Linked DNA regions of Sus scrofa: region 1 is linked to region 2. The links are chromatin contacts, called in public HiChIP or PLAC-seq maps. All regions are on one chromosome and are shown on one strand. The core of a region is the stretch at or near the end of the contact, and the rest is flanking DNA. Distances in the headings are between cores, read along the strand shown. Region 1 holds the start of CENPX (centromere protein X). Region 2 holds the start of SECTM1 (secreted and transmembrane protein 1).

The links. HiChIP or PLAC-seq counts read pairs in DNA pulled down with a chosen protein or histone mark.
Region 1: an H3K27ac HiChIP or PLAC-seq map of alveolar macrophages shows a contact between it and region 2. The contact joins the promoter of CENPX here to the promoter of SECTM1 in region 2.

What each region holds. Positions count from the first base shown.
Region 1 is chr12:987,689-994,382 of Sscrofa11.1, reverse strand. It overlaps CENPX (centromere protein X), which reads right to left and starts at 2,765. Exons shown (of 4, transcript XM_021066397.1): 1 at 2,633-2,765; 2 at 833-884; 3 at 240-319. The coding sequence starts at 2,662. LRRC45 (leucine-rich repeat-containing protein 45) reads left to right here and starts at 2,872. Exons shown (of 17, transcript XM_021066372.1): 1 at 2,872-3,523; 2 at 3,973-4,034; 3 at 4,388-4,458; 4 at 4,682-4,860; 5 at 5,081-5,221; 6 at 5,822-5,934; 7 at 6,101-6,159; 8 at 6,363-6,440; 9 at 6,667-6,694. The coding sequence starts at 3,304.
Region 2 is chr12:725,613-732,760 of Sscrofa11.1, reverse strand. SECTM1 (secreted and transmembrane protein 1) reads right to left here and starts at 2,302. Exons shown (of 6, transcript XM_021066356.1): 1 at 2,055-2,302.

The DNA.
Region 1 (6,694 bases), core at 1,516-4,015, 260 kb before region 2:
AGCGGAGGAGAACCTGGGGGCAGCAGCTCCTGTCCCTTCTGAAAGTAGAAGCCACAAGACACGTGGACACGGGGCTTGGCCGTGACGCAGGCAGGCAGCCACGGTGAGGTGGAAAGCCTTAGAAGTCCAGGAGCTGTTGGGGGGCGGGGGGCGTGCTCAGAACCTGTGGGTGCGGCCAGCCCAGCCCCCACAGCGCCTGGACCAGGCCCCGCTCCCGGAGGCGCACCTACCAGCTGAGGCAGCACCTTCTCCAGCTGGTCCACATCCACGCGGGTCAGGTCCTCCGCCTGGGCCTGCCGGACGCTGCGGACGGCCGCTTCTGCAGGACACAGGTGAGCAGCGACGGCGGAACCCCAAGCCCTGGGCTTTGGGCCCGCTGCTGCCCCACCCCCGTGCCAGCTGACAGCTCAGAACCGGGGTCGGGCCTGAAACACCGCTTTCCAGGGACACAGAGCTGGGGTGTTTGTGGGAAAGTGGGAGTGTGCCCAGGTTTCCCCACCAAACACCACAGTGTAAAGGGATCACGGTGGTCTGGGCAAGCAGGACGGGACCCCGAGGACCCTGCCGGGCCCTCCGCTCACCCACAACGAAGACCTTCAGCAGCTCGGCCGTGAGCTGCAGCGCGTCCCCGCTGACTGCAAGGTGGGGAAGGGAGCGGGTCACGGACACGCCCTCTCCCTGCCTCCCCACTTTTGTCCCTGCCGCTTCTGACCCGGCTCACGTGCTTCGTGTCCAGTGGCCAAAGGCCCTGGCCCTGCAGAGCTGCAGTGCAGGGTCCCGGTGCCTGGCTGCCCGCCTCCCCCGCCCCCACCCCAGCCTCCGGTCCGCGCACCTTTGGTCTTGTCATCCTTGAAGTGCAGGTGCAGCAGCTTGCTCACTAGCTCCTGGGGACAAAGGAGGTGTCAGGTGGGCCACTGACCCCACCCTTTAGGCTTTGAGTCCTGGATGGGACAGGCTGGTAATTGCCACTAGAAGTGCTCTCTCTCCGGGGCTGGGGACTGGGCAGCGGGGAGACCGCTCCCTGGGAGGCTCCCGGCGGGACCAGAGTGGTTTCGTGCTTCTGGCCCAGGGACGAGGCGCTCTCCCACTGTGAGCCCTTCACGGGTCTGTCCACGCCAACATGGACAGCATCTTCCCGTAACTGGTGGGGAAGGGCACCATAGGAACCTTGGAGCTGGGCGGTCAAGGTCAGGGACGGAGCCCAGGCTACCAGCGGGACTTCCTGAACAGCAAGGATGGGCCAAATGCGGGGCAAGGCCCAGTCTCCTCAAGGGGGAGCTTGAGCCCCAGAGGACGGCACCACTGAGAGGAGATGGACTCGGGCCAGCAACTCAGCTCAGCTCGGAACATTTTCGTGAGGGACACACCCAAGGAGCCCAGGTAGAGCAGCCAGTGGGCAGCTGGGCCTGAGAGATGGCAGACGCTGGTGATGAGAACCGGGGAAGGTTGCTGAGGGTGGAGGCCAGACGAGAGAGGCTGTGAACGAGGGGCCAAGAGGACAGCAGCAGGGGGAGCCCAGACGGGGTGTTGTGCAGGCAAGGTGTGCTGGGACCCTCCAGGCCTCCAGCCTTGTCCACGGGAGATGGCACGGCCTCGCCCAGAGCTGCTGAGCAAAGCGGGAGAGCAGCGCGCGTGACGGGGAGCGGAGCTTGCCCCGGCCAGGGCTCAGGAGGGTGAGAGCTTGCAGCAGCCCGTACCTGCGGCAGCGTCGCAGCGGCCTCGCGCACCCTCCCAGAGTGAGCGCGCGAGCTTGGCGCCACCTGCTGGTCCCACCAAGAAAGCCCAGAAGGCCCTGCTGCCCCACTAGATCCCAGACTCCAGGGAAGAGCTGAAAGAGCCAGGCTGCCACCTGGGGAGCAGCTGCTGCACCGGCTTACCCTGACAACTAAAGGAGCCAGCACCAGCTGGGAGAGGGGGGTCCCCAAGCTTGCAAAGGGCAGCATGAGATCTGGGATTTGGTCAGCCTCTGTCTCTCTGTGTGGAGGACCACAACCCCCCACCCCGGCCCCGTGCCCCTCGCCTGGGACAGGCCTGCTCGTGGGTAATGACGGCAACCCCAGCTCTAGCCCGAGGCCTCAGGGCTAGGACTCCAGAGCTGCCCAGGATCCCAAGAAGGAGGCCCAGCCAGTGCTCCCCTCTGCAGCTATTACAGTGCAGGGAGGGCCCAGCCTCAGTGATTTCCCCTTTGACGCATTAACTCCTTCTAGGCCTGGGCAAAGTGGCCATCCAGGGTGAAGAGGGAGAACTCCCCCACTAGGGGCTGGCTGGACAAGGAAGTCCTCACCCAGGTACACAAAGGGCTGCTATCAAAAGCTCAGTGCTTCCTACCCTTAGCGCAGAGCAACAAAGCGAAACCCAGAGACCACTCACAGCCCGAAGGGTTTGGGAACCGAGCCTGCCGGCCTAGCGACCCACCCACTCGGGCCACGGAGGACTAAGTACGCGCGGGATGGGGGTCGTGGCCGATTCTGGGAATGGGCCGACCCTAGAAGGTACCGGCCGGCAGGACGGGGACTGGTTTAGGGCCCACACGTGGCTCACGCAGGGGGCCGGGCCCCGAGCTCGCTCCCAGTGCCTTCCCCGAGCCCCCTAGCCCGTCCCGCTCCGCCCCGCCTCGCAGTCCCTCGCTCACTTTCCGGAAGCCCGTGCCGCTTTCCTCCATGACCGCCGCCAAGTTGTGCGTTCTCAGAAGCCCGGCCCCCGCGCCTCCAGCCAATCGACCCGTAGCGCGCCTTCTGAAGCCTCGCCCCTGCGCCCCCCAGCCAATGGGGTCGCCGCGCGCGCCCACTCCCTCGCCCTAATTGGTCCTAAGCGAGCGCACCGCCCCCGCAAAGCGTCCTGGGAGTCGTAGTTTCCGCCAGGCCTTCCCGGCGCGCCCCGCTCTTCCTGGATACTGAGGGGCACCGCGGCCGCCAGCCCCCGCGGCAAGCGGGCGGGGTTCCTAGGCGCGAGGCCTGGGGCGGGGGCGGGAGCGGCCCCTCCGCTAGACGCCCCGCCCCCGAGAGCATCCTCCTCCCGGATCCTGGGCTTCGGCGACCCCGAGGATCACCCGCCCCCGCCCTCTCGGGGCCTCCCGCCAGTTGAAGCAACTGTTTGCTCCTCATTCCGCGGTTGCTGAGGGCGTAGGGTCTGTGTGCGCCCCCCTGCGCTGTCGGGGGCTCTCCGTAGACCCCAGGGGGAGGCTTACAGCCAGCAAGGACTGGGGCAGGGGAGCAGGAGCCAGCAGCCCACTTCCCCAGCCTCCCCGCCTCCGGGTGAGGCCTGTCTGGGAGCTTTGCCGGAAGCCCCGCCAGCCCTTCCCTCATGGAGGAGCTCCAGCGCGCCTACAGCCGGCTGTGCAAGGAGAGCGGGGCCGAGCCCCAGGAGGCCGTCCTGCAGCGGCTGCACGGGCTGCTGCGGGGCCGGCTGGACCTGGCCACACAGAGCTTGACGCTGGACACCTGCAGGGCTCTGGGCAAGCTGCTGCAGAAGGAGGCGCTGCTGACGGAACTGGTCCTGAGTGACTGCATGCTGAGCGACGAGGGTGGGCACCGACGGACCGCAGTGGCCACAGCAGCCCTTGCAGCTTCGAAGGGCGGGCAGGGGTCGGCGTCCCTGGGCTTGTTTGCCCTGCTGCTCAGCACCCCCAGGCCTTGGTGCTCGGTGGCCCGCCTGTCCTCTTCTTTGGGAGTCTCCCCTTCACTGTAGTCAAAGCAAGCAGCAGCATTCACTCGGGAAACTGGGGAGCATCTCTCTGTAGCGAAAAAACCTTAGCGCCCCCAGCCAGCTGGCTTAGGAGAGTCCGCATGGGGGGGGGTCTGCAGCCGGACTCCGCACCTGCCGCGTGTCAAACCTGACACAGGAGTGGGGCGACTGACTCATTTTTGGCATGAACCCTGGCTGGTCGGGGACCCTCGTCCCTTCCCTCCGTCTGGGGAGCTGCCCCTGATGGAGCCACCAGGAGCGGAGAGTGACTGTCCTGGTCCCTTACAGGAGCCACGATGTTGCTGCAGGGACTGTGTGTCAACACCGTGGTGCGGTTTCTGGATCTAAAGGTGGGTGGATCTGCGCTTAGGGCCCTGCCCCCCGGCCAGGGAGAGTAGCGAAGCTGCAGTTGTCCTGGGGCCCGGGGATCCCGATGGCGGCGAGAGATGGTGTCTGTACGCACTGACTCTCAGTCTCCTGCACGTGTGCCAGTGTTCTGAGGGCAGGAATGTGAGTTCCAGAGCATTCCACAGCAAACCAAGAGCCTGCATCAGGGGGCCACTGTGGTCAGGGAAAGCAGAATCTGAAAGGATTCCGCGCTTCCCGCCCATAGCTCGCTGTGACCTCACCCACTTCCCAATGAGGGTGTTCGGAGCCCGGCCCAGGACTCCAGGAATGACGGGCTGGCCTCTTCCTGTTCTAGGGCAATAACCTTCGCGCTGCAGGAGCTGAGGCTCTGGGAAAACTCCTCCGACAGAACAAGTCCATCCAGAGGTGAGGTGGCGGTCCCAGCCTTTGCTCCTTCTCAGCATGGCTCTGGGTTGGCTCCAGAGGACGCGGTGCACTCCTGCGCGCCAGTCTTCCTGGGCTGCGCATGGACGGGGGTGAGTGTTTCTCGAGGCTCCAGCCTCTTTACCACAGCCTCTCGAGCCTGGTGCAGCCCATGGAAGCTGGAGGCCCCATGAGGCCACACACCCCCCGTGCACCCTTCCTGCAGCCTCACCCTGGAGTGGAACAGCCTGGGCCCGTGGGAAGACGCCTTCGCCACTTTCTGCGGCGCCCTGGCAGCCAACAGTACCCTGCGGCAGCTGGACCTCCGCAACAACCAGATCAGCCACAAGGGCGCCGAGGAGCTGGCCCTGGCCCTGAGGAGCAACGCCAGCCTCCAGCAGCTGGGTGAGGCCGCCTGGCTCCGGGCCCTGGTCCTCAGACCAGGCTGGGCGGTCTTGGTCGGGGCAAGGGCTTCATCTCTGGCCCCTCAGCCCTGGCTGCTTCCTTTGGTCTGTCCCAGAGCGGAGGGTGTGGGGAACGAGGGCCCCCGACACAGGCAGTGCTGCCCCGCAAAGGAAGTGTCTCAGGCTGCGCCAGCCCCCAGCCCCACCCTGTGCGACCCCAGGTTTCTTTCCAGACCTGCGCTGGAATCACATCGGCCTCCTGGGGGGCCGGGCCCTGGCGAACTGTCTCCCCAGCAACAGAACCCTGTGGAGGCTGGAGCTGGCTGGGAACAGCATCCCCAGCGACGTCCTCAGAGCCGTGGGTACGGGTGGCTTGCACTCCGGAGCAGGGCACAGCGCTGGCCCCTGTGACGGAGGCCTGGCTACCAGGGGAGGAGCTGCTCTGGGCAGCACGAGGAGACACTTCATGGTGGGAGCCGACTGCCCGGTGCTGCTCCTCACCCCCTCGTGCCACAGTCCCCTTCCATCACGACCCCACCTCTGGCCCCAGGGCGGCTGAGCGCCCTGCCACTCCCCTCAGCTCCCTGCCCTGCCTGCTGTGGCGCAAGCTCTTGTAATTGCTCTGCCCCCAGAGCTGCTCTTGGCTGATCGTTTTGTAAACGCTGCCTTGGCTTTTAAGAGCCCACACGCACCTCTTAAAAGCCAAGCAGCGGCCTCTGACTTCTGGGGCAGGGACTAAACACCTACCTCTGGTGGCAGCGGAACAGCCTGCCCCTCCTCCCCCTGCGGGCCTCCCACCCCCACCCCCTTGGAGCCCCTTATCTGCCTGGTGCGCTGAGGGGTCCATCCGATTTGGGGGTGAGATGTTGCACGGTGGCTTCCGCGCATAGGCTGGGCCGGCAGTCGGCCACTCGTGGGGCTCAGGCCCCCGGCTACAAGGATCAGTTGGCTCCTTGCAACAGAGCAAGCCATGGACCGCAACCAGGACCGGCAGGCCACCGTCCGGGAGAGCCAGGCCCGCGCCCACATCCTCAGCAAGGAGGTGCAACACCTTCGGGAAGAGAAGTCCAAGCAGGTGAGGACACGGCCGCCTCTGACTGCGGCCCCACCCACCCTGGCTGTGTAGACGAAGGGCCCCCCCCCGGCCCCCTTGCTCTGGGCCTGTGAGGTGGCTGCCCTCCTTCCCTGGAGAGCAGGCGGGCTCTGGGCCCTGACGGGGCTCTGGCCGGCTCTGTGCCCAGTTCCTGGACCTGATGGAGACAATCGACAGGCAGAGACAAGAGATGGCCAAGAGCAGCACGTGAGCAGGGCCGGGCAGGGCGGCGGTGTAGCGGGGGCGCCCAGGGTTCGGGCCCCGGTGTGACCTAACCCCAGCCCGTCGCTTGGCCACGGCTGAGGTCGTGGGGTGTGTCTGCTGAGGGAGTCAGCTGGACTGCTGTGTGAGCCTCAGGGCCCGGAGGGCTCAGGGGTCCGGGTGTCTCGGACCCTTCTCTCTGCGCACAGGGCGTCGGCGGCCCGCGTGGGGCGGCTCCAGGAAGCCCTGAGTGAGAGGCACTCTGTCATCAGTGCCCTCAAGGCCAAGTAAGGAGGGCGGAGGGCAGGGTGGGGGCGTGGGGAGGCTCCAGGACGCTGGAGAGACGTGCCCAGGGGCAGAGGAGGGCCGTCCCGACAAGGATTCGGGTCCCCGGAATACCAGGCGGAGGTGGGAAACCGCTGGGGTGGTCACCTGGGGGGGCATCTTGGAGGAGGGGTCGCCGGCCTTGGCGAGGCCAGCGGTGGGGTGGGGATGGCCCTTGCCTCCTTGCAGGCTGCAGATGGCCGAGGCCGCCCTGGCT
Region 2 (7,148 bases), core at 1,053-3,552:
CTGTTGTCTCGTCTTTAGTTTTCTTATTTTGTATTTATTTTGTCTTCCCAGGGCCACACGTGGCATATGGAGGTACCCCGGCTAGAGGTCTAATAGGAGCTGCAGCTGCCAGCCCACCCCACAGCCACGTGGGATCCTTAACCCACTGAGCGGGACCAGGGGTCGAACCCGAGACCTCATGGATGGTAGTTAGGTTCGTTACCGCTGAGCCACAATGAGAACGCCTGTCTCATTTTTATTTATTTTCTATTTTTATTATTTATTTTTATTTTTTGCTTTTTAGGGCCACACCTGAGGCATATGGAAGTTCCCAGACTAGGGGGCCAATCGGAGTTACAGCTGCCGGCCTACGAGACAGCCGCAGCAATGCAGGATCCAAGCCGCGTCTGCAACCTACACCACAACTCACAGCAATACCTGATCCCCGACCCACTGAGCGAGGCCAGGGATCAAACCCGCGCCCTCATGGATACTAGTCGGATTCATTTCCGCTGTGCCACAACGGGAACTCCCTTCTGTCTCATTTTTAAACACAGGTATATTCTATGCAATATTTGGGATATGCTGGTATTTCAAAATGCTTCATTATCATAAATTCACATGGGTCCCTAAATCTGGCAGCTCCACACGGCTCCCCACCTTTCCCTGACACTTCTGCAGACAGAAAACCACACAGCAGAGGGGCCCAGGCACAGAGAGGAAAGTGAGGGGTGGAGGCAGAGGCGCAGACGGGTCCGTGTGGCATGGCCTGGAGGGGCCTCCAGACCTCTGGAAGTGGAAAAGCACAGGCAACAATTCAGATTTCTCCCAAATCACTGATGCTGAATTGGCATCTGCACATATCAACACGGGGTGACACTGCTGGGGTCTGTGCGGCCACTGGGGAGCTGCTCACATTTGGGAGCCAGCGAAACACCTCAGAAAGTGTGTGCAGTGGCCAGCACCTTTTCTGCTGTGAGACCTCGGGAAACTGAGGCAGCAGGTTGTGGAAGGGAGGGTGTCGCCTGGCCAGGTCTGCAGGGGCCCTGCATCGTCAGGGATCTCCACGCCCACAGCACCCGAGGGCAGCTGGCACAGCTTTCCCACCTGCTGCAGCGGCTCCAGGAACACCCACCTGGATGCACCTGGGTGTTTACGTGGGAGGGGGAGCTCGGCGCTGATCACCGTGCAGGGATGTGACCTACCGGCTCCAGAAGACAGAGCCCCAACCCCGGCTCAGAGGGAGAAAGGCCCCAGTCTGGGGCACCCCTACCCAGCCGGGTCCCTGCTGGGCAGTTAGAGTCCTCCGGGCCTGGGGCCCGAGCCTGCAAACCCTTCCCACTGCACAGCTCAGCACCCGCTGTGCCTCTGCTCCGGGACACAGACACCTCCCCTGAGAATCCTCCTCCTTCGCACCCGCGGGCCCCCCCTCCGGCGGCCCCAGCACCTCCCACTCCCTTCACAACCTCGGGCCCCAGGGACAGGGGCCTCCAGGGGCCCCGGGGTTTTCAAACTGCAGATCATTAACCAGTAGTGGGTGTTGAATTGAATTTCGCAGTTGTTGCTGCGGTCAAACCAAAAATGAAAGCTGAGCAAGGACAGGGGCCGTCGAGTGCCTTCCCCTCACCTTCGGGGGAGGGGGCTGGGATTTTATTGCTTTATGAGTGTTTGTGAGTAAATAAGCTGTGGCTGTGAGTGTCCACGTGTGCGTGCGTGTGTGTCCCTGTGAGTGCACATAAGTGTGAGTTTGTGCCCGCGAGTGTGAGAACCGCCGTGCTGGGTCGGGACCGGTCTGGGGCAGGAGGGGCTCTGTCCTGAGCGCTGGGCGCCCTAACCCGAGATGCCACCTCCCGGCCCCTCTGAGAGCCGAGCCTGGGGGCGCCCTGCAGAGACTCAGTCCCCGCCGCCTCGAGAGCCCCTGGCCCCTTGCCTCCCGCGGCGCGCAACCTGCGCCTCGGCCCCTGCGCGCCGACACCCTGGCAAGAGGCGGCGGGGGCGGGTCGAGGAGCTCGGCGCCCCGCTTTCTCCACCCCGGCGCGAACCCACACGCCCCGAGCTGCCCGCGCGCCCCTTGCCTGCGACTCCGCTCCGCTCCCCCGCGCGCCTCGCCTGCGACTCCGCTCCGCTCCCGCGCGGCTTCTCCACGCCCTCGGCCGCCGCTCCTCGGTTCGCCGGGTGAGAAAATCCCAGGGCGGAGCCTGCGGAGGAGGCGGAGGAAAGGCGGCGGATCCAGGATGGGCAGGAGGTGCAGCACTTGGTCCGGGATTCGGAAAGGAGTTCCCGTCGTGGCGCAGTGGTTAGCGACACCGACTAGCAACCATGAGGTTGCGGGTCCCATCCCTGGCTTCGCTCAGCGGGTTAAGGATCCCGCGTTGCCGTGAGCTGCGGTGTAGGTCGCAGATGCGGCTTGGATCCCGCGTGGCTGTGGCCGTGGTGTAGGCCAGTGGCTACAGCTCCGAGCTGCGGTGTAGGTCGCAGATGCGGCTTGGATCCCGCGTGGCTGTGGCTCTGGTGTAGGCCAGTGGCTACAGCTCGGATTAGACCCCTAGCCTAGGAACCTCCATATGCCTCTGGAGCGGCCCTAGAAAAGGCAAAAAGACCAAAAAAAAAAAAAGGGAAACCCCAAGTTATGGGAAGTCACTCAAAAAGAGCTTCGGAACTGCCCTGAAGTGATGGGAAACGCCTGTGGTTTTCTTGGTAGTGAATCCCTCACCGCAATTTAATTAGAAGCATTGCATTAGATGGTCATTCTGAAGAAAACTGCAGGAAATGGTTTTTCAGGAGCCCCCGTCCCTGGAGGTCGAAGCTCTAGCTCCTCGGAAAGGATGCGCCTCTTTCTGCGGGCAGGAGCCAGGTGGGTTCACTTCCCTGCGTGGACTGGGGGACCTCCAGTCCCCTCCTGTGTGCCGCGCCCACACAGGGCAGAGCCACCGGCTGAGAATCCATTGGGTCTATGGGGGGCCGGGCAGGGCGAGGGAGCGGGATGGCAGCCACGGTGAGGGGTTAAGAGGGTGCGGGGGGGGGGGTCCTCCCGGCTCCCTCCCCACTGAGGGACCCACGGGGTGGGCGTGGAGACGCCTTGGGGACGCACCGGTGTGAGCGCGTTTCCAGAGGGTGGAGGCTGCTGGGTGCTGACCTGGGAGAAGCGTGGAAGCCGGAGTTCATTGCAGGGTCTGTGCAGTTTTCTGTACACACGGGTCTGGTGCTTATTATAAAACCACTAGGATAAGTTTCTCTTTGACCCTCTGAGCGGGGCAAGGGGATACCTGCGAGCTACACAGATGTGGAAGGATGGGGGTGCGGGAGTCACTCCTGTTCACCTCTAGGCCCTGTTCCCCAGGTTGCTGCAGGGAAGCAGGCGTCCTGGACTTGAACCTGCACCCTGGGTCCACGTCCAGCCTCCCCAGCTCTCGGGGAATCGCCAGCCCAGCCAGCTTCACTGCTGACTAGGAGTTGGCTGCTGGTCCTTCGCCCATTCGTTATCACTCCCCGCTGGCCAGCCTGCGTAGCCTCTCTAAGCTCCGTCTTCCCTGTGGCAGAGCAGCCGGCCAGGTGCAGACGCGGCCACGGAGCCTCCAGTCAAGGGCGACAAGGGGTCACGTGCCGGGCGGGGCCCGGCTTCCCCAGGAGGAGACCTAGAGGTCGCCATGTCGTGGGTGGGGGCCAGAGAGGGGGTTTGTCCCCTCCAGAGTGGGACTGACATCGGGGAGACGGTACTGAGCGGCGGCTTGAGGCGAGATCTTGATTCTCTGCTCAGGAATGGAGCCTGGGCAGCCTGGGAGGAAACCGGGAATTAAAGCCCCGAGACCCCTGGGGGCTGGAAGCAAAAAGCAGGTTGCCCGATTCTTAGCCTTCTGAAAGCAAGGGTGTTGCAAGGAGGAGGAGACGGTGAAAACAGGCACAAAGTTTATGGGGATCGGGAGGGCATCGGGAGGGCACACGCCGGGGGAGCAGGGGAGCGGAAGCCCAAGAGCGCACGCAGAGCGAGTGTGGACGCCCCATGGTGGGGAGCCGCCAAGGGACGTGGGGCAGGCCTTCCGCGTGGTTGTTTTTCTCTGGCCACTTATCTTGCTTTATTTCTCACACCTGACCACACCCAGGGCCTCACCTGTGCATCTTTTCGCCCAGGTGGATTCCAGCCCGGGGTGGGGGGTATCAGGGGGGGCTAACTCATCCTGGGCTGGCACCCTCCCTTGTGACCCCAGGCACCTGTCTGCGCATGTGTTGTTGGAGCGGTCTGTCTCTGCTCCAGCAGAGCCTGGCGCCTGCTGTTTGCTTTTTCCTTAAAGTGTCAGAGAGAAGCCAGGGCCAGTGCACTCGGCTGACAAGTGGCAGCTGCTCTCAGCCCAGGGCCCCTCATCAGCCCTGGAAGGCAGGGGGGTGGGGGGGTGGCGGGTCTGGAGGTCAGGGGTTGAGCGGGGTGTCCGAGGCAGGGTGGGGAAGGCTCAGAGGTGTACAGAGGAGGAGTTCCCATCGTGGCTCAGCGGTTAGCGACCGACTAGATCCCTGGCCTCACTCAATGGGTTATGGATCCAGCGTTGCCATGAGCTGTAGTGTAGATTGCAGCTGAGGCTCTGATCCTGTGTGGCTGTGGCTGTGGCTGTGGTGTGGGCTGATGGCTACAGCTCCAATTCGACCTCTAGTCTCAGAACCTCCATATGCCACAGAGGCGGCCCTAAAAAGACAAAAAGACCAAAAAAAGAAGGGTACAGAGGAGGCAGAGCCCACAGATCTTGGTGGTTTAGGGGTGGGGAGAGGAGTGCCAGCTGGGCATGTGGCCTTCTCCTTCCACTAGAATCCAAGGTGACACGCTGGCCAAGTGTGGGGTGGAGAAAGGGACGAGGTGGTCCCCAGGCTGTGGGCCCACAGGTGGCAAGTCCTCGTCGGGCACAAGGCTAAGGGTGCTGGGTGCTGGGGCTAAGGGTGCTGAGTGGGTGATGCCCCACGTTGCTGAAACGAGAGGTGAATGCAGAACTGAGTCTGGGGGACCCTTGAATTGTGGGTGTGGCAGAGGAAAGGCCCAGACGGGATAGGGCAGAACCTTCCAGCTGCCCCACAGGTGGAGCATCTAGAACCAGGTGGGCAGGCAGGACAGAGTCCCTACACCAGGACGTGGTAAAGGAGTGACTTTTGTGACTTTTGCCCAGTGGGCAAATAAAGCACAAATCCAGTCGTCCTCGCGGGACGATGGCACCAAGTCACTGTGACATCCAGCCCCCAGAGGGGCGCAGAGGCCAGGGCCCCAGACCCCACCCTGCCCCGAGGGCTGTAAGGGAGCAGGACCCTGGGGACCCTGGCTCAGGTCCTCCACCTCCGTTTGTTTATAGAAAAACCTCAGTCAAAGAATCAATTTAATCAGAGAAATGAGAAAATATAGAGAAGGAGGAAAACAGTCTTTTAGTCATTCAACAAAGTCAAGAACCTTGAGTTCTTCCCCAAGGACTCGAGGTAGCATCCCCAGCCCTGTCCTCCGAGCTGTTTTGCAGATGCCGAAGCCCCACCAGGCGGAAGTCGACTGGATGCTGCCCCCAGCACGGAAACCCCCGAAACCCCCGACCAGCTGGAACCAGAGGAGGATGACGCCCACTCCCGATGACCTCACCACCAGCCAATCAGGAAAATGTCCACGAGCCGATCCCGCCCTGCTCCTCCCCCGCTGGGACTCCTCCCTCCCCGCCCCGCGGGGCAGGGGCCACGGTCCTTGCGGCTCTAGCCAGCTGTTTCCTGCTGTTTCCTCGTGCTCCGTCTCCCCGTGACTCTATTTGGTGTCAGTGCCCAGAGGCGGCCGAGATTCTGGCAGTAGGGCCGAGGAGGCATGAGAAAGAGGCCTCACAAATGGCCTGGCCTGGGGACCCAAGTGCCCCACCCCCTGGGCTGAAAGCAGGGGCTGGTCCCTGAGGCCACCTCCCAAATCAGCCTGCCCTCCTGCCCATCCAGCTCAGCGGGGGCTCCTGGGCGGGCCTCCCACACCCCGAGGGGCCTCCAAGGCTGAGGGCTCACAGATGAGGTGCCCCAGGGACTTTGATGGGAAGGGATGTCCTCATGAAGCCCTTCGGTGTCTGACAATGAACTAGTCTGTTTATGTTGAACGCAAACCGCTGGAATGTCATAAAACCATAAAGTGAACAGTGCTTTCAGAGGTGACTTCCCAGAGGCAAGGCCGTGGGCGCTCAACCACGTGACTCCTGGGCAATCATGTGCCTGCGTGGGCACGAGCCGGGCCAAGCCTGTCTCCCTGCTTTTAGCAATGCCGGGAGCCCGTCTCTCTCCAGAGGGTCACCCTGGAATCTCAGCTGCGGCGAGAGGTGGCGGTTCGTTTTCTTTTGACTCTAGGAGTTTGCAGGTTTCAGTTGATTGGCTGCCCAACTAGAAACACATCCAGCGGCGAGTTCTTCCTGGCCCAGAAGTGCTGCCGTGTTTGTCTCCCGGCTCGTACGTTCATTCTGACTGCTGTCCTCTCTCTCCCGGCTCCGGCGCATTGATGTTCCGGTCTTGTGCCTCAGCTGTCACACACACGCACACACACACCTGCTGTTGTCAGTGCCCCAGAGTCCTTGAGATGACCTGTCGTCTGGGTCCCTCCCGTCACGGCGGGGTCAGCGGGGTCGTGTGGACCATTCACAGGCTTGCGGGTCTGGATCAGCTGGAGCTGGTCTGCCAGTGACGGGGGATGTGGGCCGTGGTCGCTGGCATGATAGAGGCATCCATTTGTCCCTGTCGTTCTGGAGCTTTCATGCTGCGTTTGGAAGCTATTTTATTAGATGCAGAAGCATTTTATTTTATTTTTTGCTTTTTAGGGCCACATCTGCAGCATATGGAGGTTCCCAGGCTAGGGCTTGAATTGGAGCTACAGCTGCTGGCCTCCACCACAGCCACAGCAACGCCAGTTCCGAGCTGCAGCTGCGGCCTGCACCACAGCTCACGGCAACGCTGGATCCTTAACCCGCTGAGCGAGGCCGCGGATTGAACCCACAACCTCACGGATACGCATTGGATTCGTTTCCGCCACGCCACGGCAGGAACTCCAAGAGGCATTTTAAATTGCTCTCTTCTTGGTTGGTCGAGCGTTTGTCAGCAGACAGCGACTCTTTCTCCCTAACCGTGCACTTGTCTTGGTCTCTCTAGTCTGATATGAGCAGAGCAACCCCACAATCCCACCGTCTTTGGCT